Regions from separate parts of the Sus scrofa genome. Here all the other regions are linked to region 3. The links are chromatin contacts, called in public HiChIP or PLAC-seq maps. All regions are on one chromosome and are shown on one strand. Each heading gives the region's core, a stretch centred on a gene start, on an enhancer-like site or on the middle of the called end of the contact. The rest is flanking DNA. Distances are from core to core; before and after follow the strand shown.

What was found. HiChIP or PLAC-seq counts read pairs in DNA pulled down with a chosen protein or histone mark.
Region 1: a contact with region 3 is called in an H3K27ac HiChIP or PLAC-seq map of alveolar macrophages. The contact joins two enhancer-like sites. A contact is called at or near these places in 1 of 47 Hi-C or Micro-C datasets (embryonic fibroblasts) and 1 of 2 datasets of contacts at active chromatin or transcription factors (alveolar macrophages).
Region 2: a contact with region 3 is called in an H3K27ac HiChIP or PLAC-seq map of alveolar macrophages. The contact joins two enhancer-like sites. A contact is called at or near these places in 2 of 47 Hi-C or Micro-C datasets (embryonic fibroblasts and fetal heart ventricle) and 1 of 2 datasets of contacts at active chromatin or transcription factors (alveolar macrophages).

The regions. Positions count from the first base shown.
Region 1 is chr9:86,320,140-86,325,133 of Sscrofa11.1, forward strand. No RefSeq gene overlaps it. Among named protein-coding and RNA genes, the nearest start is that of AHR, 190 kb to the right of the region's middle. Within about 2 kb of position 2,187, at least 9 of the 83 cell types and tissues checked have an H3K27ac peak or open chromatin away from gene starts, as enhancers often do. A contact at or near this core is called in alveolar macrophages, where this site is marked.
Region 2 is chr9:86,456,447-86,460,831 of Sscrofa11.1, forward strand. No RefSeq gene overlaps it. Among named protein-coding and RNA genes, the nearest start is that of AHR, 53 kb to the right of the region's middle. Within about 2 kb of position 2,090, at least 16 of the 83 cell types and tissues checked have an H3K27ac peak or open chromatin away from gene starts, as enhancers often do. A contact at or near this core is called in alveolar macrophages, where this site is marked.
Region 3 is chr9:86,748,796-86,753,736 of Sscrofa11.1, forward strand. The region is part of intron 2 of LOC110255481 (a long non-coding RNA gene); the gene reads right to left. Among named protein-coding and RNA genes, the nearest start is that of AHR, 240 kb to the left of the region's middle. Within about 2 kb of position 1,841, at least 11 of the 83 cell types and tissues checked have an H3K27ac peak or open chromatin away from gene starts, as enhancers often do. A contact at or near this core is called in alveolar macrophages, where this site is marked.

The DNA of each region.
Region 1 (4,994 bases), core at 937-3,436, 430 kb before region 3:
TAGAGAGGGATTTGTTCTTACTTTTGAAGGAAAAAAAGAATGGTCTTTGATGCAAAGAATTGATGTGATATTGACTATCATCTTTGCCTACCATTTATCTTATCTACAGAAAAAATAATGACCTTTTCTCAAAATTCATGGTCAAGAGACTAAGTTAGTAACCAAGGTGTTTAAAAATTTCTCAGGAGTTGGTCAGAAAAGTCGAATTTCTTTTCTGTGAGGTCGCTTACCTAAGGAATAAGAACATAAGTTCATCTTTTAAAAAAAGCTCTAGGGAGTTCCTGCTGTAATGCAGTGGGTTAATGATCTGGCTTGTCTCTGTGGCAGTACTGGTTCATTCTCCGGCCTGGTGCAGTGGGTTAAAGATCCAGCATTGCTGCAGCTGTGGTGTAGGTCACAGATGTGGCTCAGAACCTATCCCTGTGTAGGAATTTCCATATTATGCTGTGGGTATGGCAAAAACAAACAAATAAACAAAAGAAAAAAACTAGCTCTACACAGGTTAAAATAGTCATCTTATTTCATTTTTTTAAGTTCTGTATTGATCCATGCAATATTGAGCATGTTACATGACAGCATAAGGAGAGATTCATTTTACATATAGTTATAGCTTATCTATGGCAAGGTTTTTCCTTTAATATGAAAAAAACCTCAACAAATGGACTTTATAGTCTTAATGCAAGTTAATTTGATATTGGGTGATTCAAATCAATACACCAAATATTATTCCATCTAATTTTCTTAAATATATTTGATCAATTGTATGGCAATCTATTTGATGGCTTTTTGGTAAGTCTTCACCATAGCTGGTGATGGTGGATCACTATTTGGTTGTCATACCATATATTGGCAGAATTCAGAGAGAACACTAATCATTCTCACATCAATCATCTGAGTTAATTAGCCATGTTATTGCATTGAATACATTTACCTTCTCAATAACTAAAATATAGGAAACTTGTTCTTTGGCTACAATATTTATTTTGTATATATTTTTTCCTGTGGAAATCTCATAATTTATAAAAATATTTAAAAAATCATTTGATGACTTATCTGTTCTCAAAAAGTATACTACAAATATCATTAAGCAACATTAAGTAGTAATTCTGACATTTTGATACACATTATAGCAATTGGCAACATATGGTACTGGAAACAGCTCTGGGCTAAAATTCAAATGATATGTTTTTTTAATTTACCCATTGTGAACGTTGGATACATGACTTAACCTACATATTTTTATTTTCTCATCTGTTAAATGGATATGTTTAACTAACTTAAGAGGTATATTTTAAGAATCAAAATGACAAATGAGGTATGCATATTGAAAACTTTGTGAAAAAGTATACGGTACATAGATATAGTTGTCCTTCAGAATCTGTAAGCAATTGGTCCCAAGAACAACCCCACTCCCTTCCACCCCAGCTTGCCTACCAACACCTGAGAATGCTCAAGTTTCTTATGTAAAATTATATTTGTGTATAATCTACACATATCCTCCCGTATATTTTAAATCATCTCTAGATTACTTGTAATATCTAATACAAAGTAAATGCTATGTAAATAGTTGCTAGCATATGAAAAATTCGAGTTTTGCTTTTTGGAACTTTCTAGAATTTTTTTTTCTGCTCTGCAGTGGTTGCCTCCATGGACATAGAACACATAGATATGGAGTGCCATTTTAACATGACAGATTGGACTCAATTGATAATTTTAATTATTTAATTTTAACCCTTTTCTGTTTTTGGCCACACTTGGCACATGGAAGTTCCTGGGTTGAGGATTTGACTCTCACCATGTCAGTGACCTGAGCCACAGCAGTGACAATGCTGGATCCTTAACCTGTTGAGCCACCAGGGAACTCTTTTAATGATGTGATGATAAGATGGATTTGGCTGAATAGGATAGGGAAAAAAATAACAGTGGCAGAAAAAATTATTTTCTCTCTCAAAACATTTCAGTGGTAGCAATCTTGGGCTAGTATGGTGGTCCTATGATATCATCACTGGCCCAGACCACTCTCATCACCCTTCTTTCTGTGGTTTCTAGACTTACCACTACATATATGAGTTCTAGCCATGAGAGCTGTCTTTTCTGTAGAATGCAGAGGAGGAAGGTGGAAAGGGCGAAAGAGTTCCCTTCCCAGCTGAGTCAACCTACTGTAAAAGGCACTCTTGGAAGAAACAAACGATGACTTCTGCTTGGCAGCTCTCCCCAGGGAGTCTGAAGAATTTAGTCTCTTAGCTGAGTTCATCAGTAGTTTCCTGTGGTCTACAAAACAAAACATCAAACTTCTGCTTTTATGTTACCAACTAGAAAAAAAATGTTGTGAAAGACATATTAGTATCCCTTCCAACTTACCCTACCCCTGAACCTCCCATGTTCCCATGTCCCACACCATCCCTGGTTTGGGGTAGGGTAGCAATGCTCAGAGAGTGTATCAGGGGTAGGCTGATGCTTAAATATATTTCAAACAGAGATACTTGGAAATAAAGAACCTGTTTTTCAATTTTCATATGGTCACTTTGATAATCTAAAAATATTAAATCCTTCATAATTTTTTTAGCAAATATTTATCGAACACTTACCATGTAGTGAATATGGCATAAAATTTTCCTACTGATTTGGAACTTATTGTGGATAAAATGGCAGACAATAAACAAGTCAAAAAATACTTCAAAATATAAGTGCTATGGAGATAACAAAATAGGTTGAACTAGGAGCAAGTATGCTATGAGTAGGGGAGTAGCATTTAGAAAGTGCAATGAAAGAAGGCTCCTTTAAGGAGGGAGAATTTGGGCTGAGATCAACAAGCAGTTTTGTAGGAAATTATAGTATTCATACTATTAACTAATGCTATTTAGCAATCTTTATAACGCAGTGGATGCAATTGCATGTGATATCTGTTCCTTTCTTCCTGTTTCTTTCCTATCCATAAACCAACTCATAGAACCAAAAAAGGATTTCCACTGGTGGGTCATGTAGGGGAAAAGAATGATGAGAACCAGGTCCACATAGACATTTCCTCCTTTTGTTGATTAGTTCTTGATCTACTAAACTGATTATTGCTTCGTATAATAATATGATATGATCAAACCGTATTAAAATGTCATTGACAACATCCCATGAAAAACTCAAGAATCCACCCACGCAGTAAGGAAGAATGTCAAGTATAATCTTTTTCCTTGTTTTCACTTATGGTAAAATGATGACATTTTGATTTTAAAATTATCTTGTTCTAAATTAGCTATTAATGTAGTTATAATGTTTTCATCAGCAAACATTTGTCTGTATCTTAAAGCTGAATTTTTTTTTTCCTGGTAGGAAGATTTGGGTTGCATTTTAGTCTTGTTAACTATTTTTAATGATGTAAAAAGTTCATTCAACATTTGGCACTTGCTGTATGCCATATACCGTACTAGCACAAAATGAGGCAAAACTAACTTAAGTATCAGGAAAAGGACCAGATTTCTGATATCCATTGCCCACTTCATGAAGTCAGATTTAAGGTGGCAGGGATGCATTTTGCTTAAACCCGCTGACCCAATAGTAAAATGTCCATTTCCACCCAATCTACCTTGATCTATTCATGGCTTCTTTTATAGTGAGGAGAGTCTGGGTGCATTCACTTTAGATAACTATCTATGTTTGTGGAATCTGATTGGACCCAAGCCAGTCTACAGTCTATGCCAAGAAGAAAAGAGTTTATAACTTGCCTTCGGGGCTCTTGATTCATCTCCTTGTGTGAGCAGCCTGCCGGCCAGCCCTGTGTTTGAGAGGAAGCTCCTTGGACTGGAACACATGTGGTTTGGCAGGGCCTGGTGTGAACATGTAAGTGCCAATTACCAGTGCTGGGTTCCAGGGCTACATGCTCATTGTAATCACAGCCTGATCATTATCATGTCTCTGGCAGAACTTGTTTCAAAGGAACCTTACTTATGATTTGAGGGAAGGAAGCCAGTAGAAGGCACATCTAGAAAAATTAGTTGACATTGCTTTCTGTGATTCAGCCTGGGATTATTCTTATAAAGGAAGAGAAGGAAGAGGAAGAAGATCTCAGATATTACATCACCCCTGTTGAAAGGTACTGGGGTCTTTTGCTTGATACAATGTTTTCAATAAATAAGCATGCAATTATTGCATTATTACCATGTACAAAACACCATAGGGGATTATAAAGTCATAAAAGACAAACATCCTGACCTTTGATGAGCTGCAGTTTTATTGGGGAGATAATATAAATATACATGAAAGAGGAAAAAACACATAAGATAGTTTATGATTAAGAGCTAAATAACTAATGTGGTTTGTTCTGTAATTGTTGTGAGAGCTCAGACAAGGTTTTTGGTTTTCTGTGTTTTACAAGTTTATAGGGTAATTGCTTCATCTTGTGGATCACAGAGGAAGCACCACAGAATGTTTCTGTAGGGAAATTTAAGGCAATGGGCCATATTTATTCAACAGATGCTTATTGATAAAGAAATGACCTAATATTCACTCAGAGATGGAATCCACAGAGGTAGAACCTGTACTAGGATCTAGTGTGATATATAGCACGTTAGATATGCCAGGTTTCATTTTGTGAATTTACATTCTCATAGGGCCAGGTGGAGTGAAACAAATTGAAAGAGGGGCCTGATTAGGACAGCGGAACCTCAGCAGTGCCTTTACATACAGCACCAATGATGAGGCAGTGTATTCTAAGAAAGAACTGCACAGTGAAATGGTAATTAATACCTAAATGCCCAAGTGGCCCACACATGATATCAAATAGGAGACATATTTGCAGTAATTTTTGAAGCATTATATGCAAGGGGAAAACTGAAACAATTATCTTTCCAAATATCCTCTTTAATATTTCTTTAAGGGAAAAGCTATAGCTGCCTTTTCTTGTTAGAAGTCTTATCTGAGTCTCTCTCTAGTCTGCAGTGACCACTGACTGTGACCAAACGTTGCAATTTCCATTAAGCTTCTCCATGTCAGGAATGCAATCA
Region 2 (4,385 bases), core at 840-3,339, 290 kb before region 3:
AGAATAAATAGGAACCAATCTCAGAGGAAGAGAGCAAAGCTCCTCCAGGCTTATCAAGGCCCATGTGCCAAGTCACAGAGGCATGGAACAATCATAGGAATTTGGACCTATAAGTAGCTCTGTGTTGTTCAAGTACAAAGGAGTGTGAGATGAGGCTGTAAAGGATTTTGCCATGGGACTTTGTTCTCTAAGAAATAGGAAACTTGGAGTTCCTGTCGTGGCGCAGTGGTTAACGAATCCGACTAGGAACCATGAGGTTGCGGGTTCGATCCCTGCCCTTGCTCAATGGGTTGATGATCCGGCATTGCCATGAGCTGTGGTGTAGGTTGCAGACGCAGCTCGGATCCCGCGTTGCTGTGGCTCTGGCATAGGCCGGTGGCTACAGCTCCAATTGGACCCCTAGCCTGGGAACCTCCATATGCCACAGGAGTGGCCCAAGAAATAGCAAGAAAAAAAAAAGGAAAAAAGAAAAAAATAAGAAATAGAAAACTTATGATAGATTTTAAGGTGGGAAGAGATAATATGACCATGTTTGCATCTGATAAAAAATAAACTATGTATTACAAATAATAGTCATACCCATTTAATACATTTAAATTTATAACCTCATATTCAATCTTCTTGCCCCTTCCAATATCTGAAGGGCTCAATATTACATAAGTTTAAGCAAAAGCAAGTCTTAGGCATTTCATACTTCTTATGTGGGGCTCATGTAAGAATAGCTGGTAGTTGGAATTCCCATTGTGGCTCAGGGGTTAGGAACACGACTAGTATCCCTGAGGATGCGGATTCGATCCCTGGCCTCACTTGGTACGTTAAGGATCCAGAGTTGCCTTGAGCTTTGGTGTAGTTCACAGATATGGCTTGGATACTGCATTGCTGTTGCTGTGGAGTAGGCTGGCAGCTGCAGCTTATATTTGACCCCTAACCTGGGACCTTCCATATGCTGCAGGTGCAGCCCTAAAAAGCAAAAAAGAAAAGAAAAAGAATAGCTGGTAGTTTCTTTCTTACTGTTATGAAAACATAAAGAGAAAATGTGCCATGTTAAAACAGGAAACTTCCTTTCTTTATACATTTTCTAGTAAGTGTCAAAGCCAAATGAAAAGAAAAATTATTTCCAGAATGCTTTCAACTGTCTTGTCCTCCCAGGACTTCTTAGTGGAGGGAAGATCCTGCCCTTTGAAAGCATAGACCGTGCTTGTCTGTGCTCTTCACTTCTGCCCTATATCTGTCTGCCTGACAACTATTCACAGAGTCAGCCTTCATTCCCTATTTCCAAATAAGAATTTAACTCAAGTTATATTAAGAAGAAAAAAATGTAGGTTATATATGCAATGGAAAATATCCATCCATGAGTGGTTTTCTCTTATGAATTTTTTTTTGCCCATGCCTATGCATGCAGAATTTCCCAGGACAAGGATTGAATCCTCACCACAGCAGCAACCTGAGACACAGCAGTGACAATGCCAACTCCTTAACTGCTACACTGCCAGGAAACTCCTCTTATGAATATTTGACAATTGACATTTTTATGTTGCTTAATATAAAGATGATCACCATGGTGACAGGAGTGAAGGTTCGCAGGCCCATTTGTGGTCATTAACCCATCTCCCTCTCTCTGTCTCATATCCCTCTCTTGCCATAATGACTCAGAGGATCAGGCAGGGCACCAGCACAACTCCATGTTCAAATTCTGGCTGGGGTCCACACAGATTTCACAGTCCATGGCTATTAGTGCAAAAGCACATGAGTCCTGATTTTATGGAAAAATAGACAATTTCTGTTCAGATCTTGGGTTCTTTATAGGAAATGTCCTGCATGAGGAGAGCAGTGGAAGAGAAGCAGTTGATAGATAAATAGGATAACATGGCATCTCAGTGTCTCATGGATATCATCCTCACAGATAAAACCTAAGTCTCTCTGTGTGACTGACATGTAGGCCTTTATCCATTTCTAATGAAAGAGCAGAGAAGTTACTCTCCTGTGGCTTTTGCTGGTACTTTTTATAGCCAAAGTGTGGTAGGAAGTAGGCCCCAAGTTCCCTTGGCAACAAGTAGAGTCGAAGCAATACAAAGAAATCTGAATCATCAGTGAATCATCTGAGGATTTGTTTCCAATCCTTGGAAATAATTTACTGATTGTTTTTTTCTCTGTGTGGTGTTTACTTACTCCAAGGGAAGAGCACAGGAAACGTAAGAGTGCACTTTGGTCAATCACTTAAGAATCACAGTGAATGCTCCAAGTGGGCCTTAATATCACTATCCAAATAAATACATAAATAAATACCGTGCTTTCTTCATTAAGACAATACTCACATTTGAAGGGAACTGATAGGCAACACATCAGAGTATCAGCAGTGGGGAAATTCCCTTCTCCAAAGAAATAACCTGATGTCCCCAGAAAAGGGTTTCAGGATGTTGCTGCATTTAAACTAAATTTTTCTTAGCATCAAGGAAAGGTGATGTCTACACAGCTCATTGTTAATACCAGAGGGCATTTTCAGATGCCGACAAAGAGAACTGATATGGTTACACCTGAATCATGAGCACATGCATACACACACACATAAATACACACACACACACACACACACACACACACACACACCAGTACACAATATCTGACACTTCTAGACATCAGTTATTCAGTTTCTCCTACTATTTTTTTCCACAGGATATATCTCTTCTATAAGCCCTTTATCTTTATTCCTATTGATTCTCCCTAATTTCAAGATTTATCACTTTGTTCTCTTGGTTTAGATCGTCGTTTACTCCAATCTTTGTGCAGAGAGAAACAACTTCCTCTAACTATACTTTTTCTCATGTCAGCCTCCCATTCAAAACTCATTGAGGAGGCTCAGTGGCTTCTTGTGGACCATGGCTTATTTATCGTCATATTCACAACATGTATCATAGTGCCTGACCCCTAAAATATGTTCAATAAATGATTATTGAATGATTTATAATAATTGTGGATTTTTTATTTATACACTCCCCCATAAAAGATCTAAATCTACTTTTAAGCATAAGTCTAATGTCCTAAGTGTTTGCATCCATAGCTACTAGCATGGTCTCTGGTGTATTGTTCCTTCTCAACTACCATTTATTGAAACAGTGAATCAAATATTGTAGTCTCCCCTACCTAGGGGACCTCATCTCCTACCAGTCCCCTCCTTCCTGTGAGGTGATCCTTTGTACCTGTCAAGCTCCATGTAATCACCCATACCATTTACTTCAGATGAAGGATCACCACCTACCTAAGTTCTATCCTTCAAGGCCCAGTCCAAGTCTCATCCTATTCACAAAGGGAGAGATTTTCTGATTCTTCAGTCCTCACCAATCTCCATGTTCTTTAAACTCATAGTGTATACAGCCTTTTTGCAAATGTCGTCCCTAATAATCTATTATTTGCTTCCTTTCTGACTCCTGGGTGATAGCACTTATTTCCTAATCCTTGGCATCTCCCACATACTGATGACACTCAGCTCCTTTATCTCCTATATTCGATTCACTGTCTCAATAAATGGTAGTTGAGAAGGTACAATATACCAGAGACCATGCTAGTAGCTAGGGATACAAACACTTAGGACATTAGACTTATGCTTAAAAGTAGATGTAGATCTATTATGGGGGAGTGTATAAATAAAAAATCCACAATTATTATTAAAAAAGTATAGTTAGAGGAAGTTGTTTCTCTCTCTGCACAAAGATTGGAGTAAAGGACAATCTGAACGAAGGTAGTTGCCCTTATGTCTTGTCAAATCATCAAAACTCAATGTCTTATAAGCATCTCAGACTCAAAAGTGTTCAAAAGTTAGTTCATGTTAAATTTTGTAGGTCTGCTAATTGTATTGTTTTTTGCTATAAGAAGTCCTTTTGCCCTTAGAGATGCATATTGAAATACTTACAAATGATATCAATGATATGTTGTCTCAAATTTATTTCAAAATAATATGGAGGGGGATAAAACGAAACAGTTATGTTATCCTATGAGCCTGTGTTTGAAATTTTCAAAATACAACTGCTTAAAACTTTAAGCAGTTTCCTCTATTATCACCTTTAGTCACTTCAAACCTGCTCCTCCTTTGCTTAAATGCATCATTTCCCCCCAACCCTGTCCCAACCTCTGGGATATTTACAATGGGGGGCAGAGATTGACATGTAAAGATGATCTTGTTTGTTTGTTTATTCATTTATTTATTTTTTATTTTTAGGGCCACACCTGTGGCATATGGATGTTTCCAGGCTAGGGGTTGAATCAGAGCTACAAATGCCAACCTACACCACAGACACAGCAACGTAGGGTCTGAGCCACATCTGTGACCCACACCACAGCTCATGACAATGCCGGATCCCCAGCTCACTGAGCCAGGGATCAAAACCTGC
Region 3 (4,941 bases), core at 591-3,090:
CACATAGAAGGGAGACCTTATTCCAGATTCACCTGAGTCTTAAAACACATCTATTGTCTCCAAAACTAATTTTCATCATTCATCTCCAATTGGCTTGTTTATGCCTGTTTCACTCACATAAGTTATGCATTTTATGCAATTTAAGTATATAAGGGAGACTACTGAGGTCTCATATGTATAGCCTTGCTGCCCTCATGCTTCCTGAGTGGTAGAAATGTGTGCTCCTGGCCCAAGATACTACCAGTGGAAAGGATGATCAGCTTCTTGCAGATGGCCTGACTTACAAGAGCTGGAAGACTGTAGAAGCCCACGAGGTTGGGTAACCTTGAAAGAGATTTTACCCAAGATGACATTTTACTTGCCACATCTGATTGACCCCAGTTCAAGTGAAGCTGTGGAGTGGTGGGTACAGGCAAAGAGAGCAGATGAAATGGGTTAGCCAGAGAGAACATCTCCTACAGTAAGATCCTGTGCAGTGTCCAAGATGAGGGAGGGGCAAAATGTCTACACTGAAAAGCCCACAATCCTGCCATGCCAGAGAGCACTTGAGAGCCAAGTAAGATCTTCTAACAGCACCAGCTAAGTAAATAAGACTTTTCTGCCTTTATATATTACTCCCATGTCCCATCCAACCCTGAGGCAAAGGATGGCAATTCAGGAAGATATGAAGTAAAAAACAAAAGGGGAACACGACTTCCTTTCCCAAAGTTCTGAGTCAGGACCAAGAGAAAGGGAAAACCTTTAAACTGAAAACAAGAAGTTCAATTTAGACTGTATTTTACTACCTTAAAAATGAAACTGAAAATGGATAGAAATTATCTCCTACATGTGAGTAAGAAAGGAATATTTGATAATGAAATTTTCAAATATGATAGGAGAAAAACTAAGCTCTTCCTAATTTTATACTAGAGCCCAGCCCATGGAGTTGGCTCAGTTGGGATTTTATTTCCTACTACCGTCTTTTCTTTTTCAGCTAATCAGTCAGCTGGTTTTAGGGAGGGCTCGAGTGAAAAAGAAGGATATTTTTGTCCTTGTTTCAAATTCAGGAAAATGTCATGGATATTAGAGTTATTCTAAAGCAGAATTATTTTATTTATAGATTTGAATTTGTATAACCATTTAAATTTCTCTCCCTCATAATAATACTTTATATAGAATGTTGCCTCTGTTCTATGAGAATACAAGGGCAAACTTCTCTTCCAGACTTTTATTTAGCCAGACGTAAACCAGATTTTTGATCCCCCAACTTTCCCACTCCCCAAAGTGAGGCTTTTATTTCCTGATCTGAATAAAGTTTCGTGGCATTGTCTGAAAGTGTCCCCCTTCTGTGAAAGCTAATTTATCTTTGCTGAAGGCTCTTCTGAATTCCCTACCCCTCACCCCCAGGAGGAAGTTCCCATGGCCAGAATGTGCTTTATGTCTCCAAATGGCTTTCGTAGGAGACTGTCTTGCAGACTGATTTACACTGATCAGACGTGAGGATTTTGAAACTTCACAAATATTTACCAAAAGGATTTACAGATACTTGGTATTTTTTTTAATAAACGCCTGTTGATACAACTGCCACATCAGCTGCCTAAAAGATAAAATGAATTACTCATCAGCATAAAATTAAACAAAAGACCCACTAGCAATCCTATAACCTCCTGAGAACCATAGGACAATGAAGATAAGGGTCCAAGGAAAAGGTTCTGGAATTATTTTTTCATCCCATGCAGGATGAATTATGCTGTTCAGGTAAGAGTAATGAAACAGAGGAAGAGGGGAGGAAGTGTTTTCAGGAACCAATTTACTGATAGTAAAGACCAGGAAGTAGTGATATGTGTTGCGCAAATATCCACTTCCTTGTCCCTTGTACACACAAGGTCCAATCACACCTCTGAGTCATCCACCAGCTGTCACTCTCCTGTCTCCAGCAATCTCCCACCTTCCCAGCTTCTTCCACTAGAACTCAGACAATGCTCAAGATTCAAGGACACAGGGATGGGGTGAAGAAGGATTTCTGTGTGTCCTTTTCCCTCTCTGGGCAGATCATTGCCCTTGCCATCACCACCATGGAGTGGGAAATCAGGAGCCAGCCAGTGCCCACTGGAGGTGGCAGAATATGATTTAGGACACAGCTCTGGATGATCTGAGAGGTTTAGTGTTAACAACATGAATTAAGAAAATTTGTTTACCTCTGAGCATTTCTTCCTCCAATTTTCCCACTTTGTCCTTCTCCCCAGCCCCAGCCTTCTTAAAAAGCTCTCCTGGGGGGAAAATTCAGCAACAACCATCCATCCAACTAAGCTTATCAAGAGGATCTCCTCACACATTACCATTTAAGGTTGCTAGCATGCTCTGGGAAATATGAATTCAAAGGCAAGAGCAACACTGAGCATCCTAGGAGCATAATAATTAACGGAAAAATTATGTATAGTGTTTACTAAACCAGAATTAACCAACCAAAAACAAGATTTGAAAGTAAACATATGAAATATATTTTTCTTTTGTCTTTTTAGGGCCACGCCCACTCTAAAAAGGTTCCTGGCTGGGAGTCCAGTCAGAGCTATAGCTGCCAGCCTATCCCATAGCTCACTGCAATGCTGGATCCTTAACCCCCTGAGGAAGGCATTAATCAAACCCACGTCTTCATGGATACTAGTTGAGGCCATTAACCACTGAGCCATGATGGGAACTCTAGACATATGAAATATCTTGAAAGAGACAGGGAAAATATTAAACACAAGAAATGGGGGTTTGGGGTGGGGGCAGGGGAAGTCATATAAAAAGTGGAGATGTTACTAGGGCAATAGATTTGGAAAAATAATTTAGGAAATTGATTAATTATTATGGATAGATACAGCTGCAGAACTAGAAGATTAAGTGGAGGAACTTGCCCAAAGTGGTACAGTATATTCTCCAAAGTATTGCTTAATGCATTTTAAATAACCTTCTATCCATTACAATCTAATATAATCTCCTTTTCAGAATATCATTTCTTCTCCCTATTAAAGTCATAATCTAATTGCCTTCCCCTCCATTCATATTACTAACCTAAAAACATAACATACCAGGGCCCAGTACCTGCATTCAGATGGAAGATGACTTCTCAGTTTTATTTTACATCTCATGTTGGTGGTGGATGCCTGGCTACACTTGTATAAATAAAAGTGTCAATCCTGGTGATTGTTTCCAACCCAAGATGGTTTGGCCTCTGACATTTTCACTTCCCAATAATGAAATTGCCTGTGACCAACACCTTCTATCATGCTCCACCCCCTAAAAATAGCAAATATAGCGCTAAATGGATAATTAATAAATAAATACATAAATCCATTTCACCAGGTACCTTATTATATAGAGTGAGATTTGACATGTCCAAGGAAACATTTATGCTGTATTCTACCATAAATTGCTCAAAAAACAAAACTAAGAGAATGGCTTTAAGAATTTGAAATATTTGTTCTTTTTTTTATAACAGGCCAATGAGTACATTTGAACACATTCAAATTTATATATTCATTTGATCTGGAGCAAAACACTTTGGACTGGGATTAGATCCAAATTCCATATACAGCCTCAGTACTAGTTGGGGATGCCATAACAGGCAGGCCCTCTCAACCCTACCATGCACTACTGCAAGTACTCTGAAGTGTAACAGTTTGAATTACAAAATAATTTCCCTAAGACCCCAGAATTTTAAGTTATGCCTTTAAAATTGTGACATCATATGAGACATATAACATGAATTCCCAGATCAAAAATAGGACATTAATTTCATTCACACTACAGAAGGTTACAGAGGAGTGACGGGAAGAATGAATTGGGGGTTTAGGATTGGCATATGCAGACTAAGGTATATGGAATGATTGGCCAACAGGGACCCAATGTACAGCACAGAGAACTCTAACTCATATTTTCTGATAATCTATGGGGGAAAAGAAGCTGAAAGAGAATGGATGTGTATACACATATAAGTGAATCACTTTGTTGAACAGCAAAAATTATCACAACCTTGTAAATCAACTATACTTCAATAAAACTTTAAAAAATGGGGGGAAAGATTATTAAACACCTACAGTGTGCCAGGTGTTCTTTTTTTTAAAACAGGAAAGAAAAATCCCCATAGTCATGAAAATAACTTAGGTTATTTGAAAGAAAAATTTTACATGAAGAGAATCACTTATGTTAGTTGTTTTATAATCACAACTGTGATATATGACAGCATTGGCTTCTGATGTACTAATTTTAGTAGTCCTTAATCCACAGATAACGATGACACTTTAAAAGATTCATCTAGAGAAAACCCAGAAATATACTGGAAAAGTACTGAAATGCATGTCTTGTGTAAGCAATTGATAGGAAATGCGGATCTCACTCAGATTTAATGCTGTCCTCCTGTTTCTCTTTTACTGTAAAATGTAATTTGCAAACTGTGTATAAAATAATGCTTTTTCTATATATGGGCAGGTGGGTAGAAGAAACCACTTTGTCATATGACGTCTGTAACAATAAGGTTTACAAAATCTGTATGTACTACATTTAAATGATTTATACAGTCTTGGAAAGGGAAGAAAAGAGACAGAAAATAAGGATTTAATTAGCTTGTGGGTTGAGTAACATCCAAGGCCTAATACCTCTCTCTGTAGAAAAAGATGATTTTCTGATGACATAATCCATTACAACATGCAGGATATAAAGAGAGGACACTCCAGAGTCATTAGCCATGCCCTATAAAATAGAGAGACAAGTGTCTGCTTTGTTAGCTCATCATCAAGTTTTGGCCTTTAGTTAAAGATACTCAAAACCAGCTATTTAAGGCATTTACCATTACACATTTGGCCTTAAACCCCTCAGTTGGCTTAAAATCTCTAATTTCTTCATTCTGGTATCTAAAAACATTAAAAGTGAACAAAATTTATAAAAGGGAAAATTAGCTTTTTTTACACTGTGTTTATA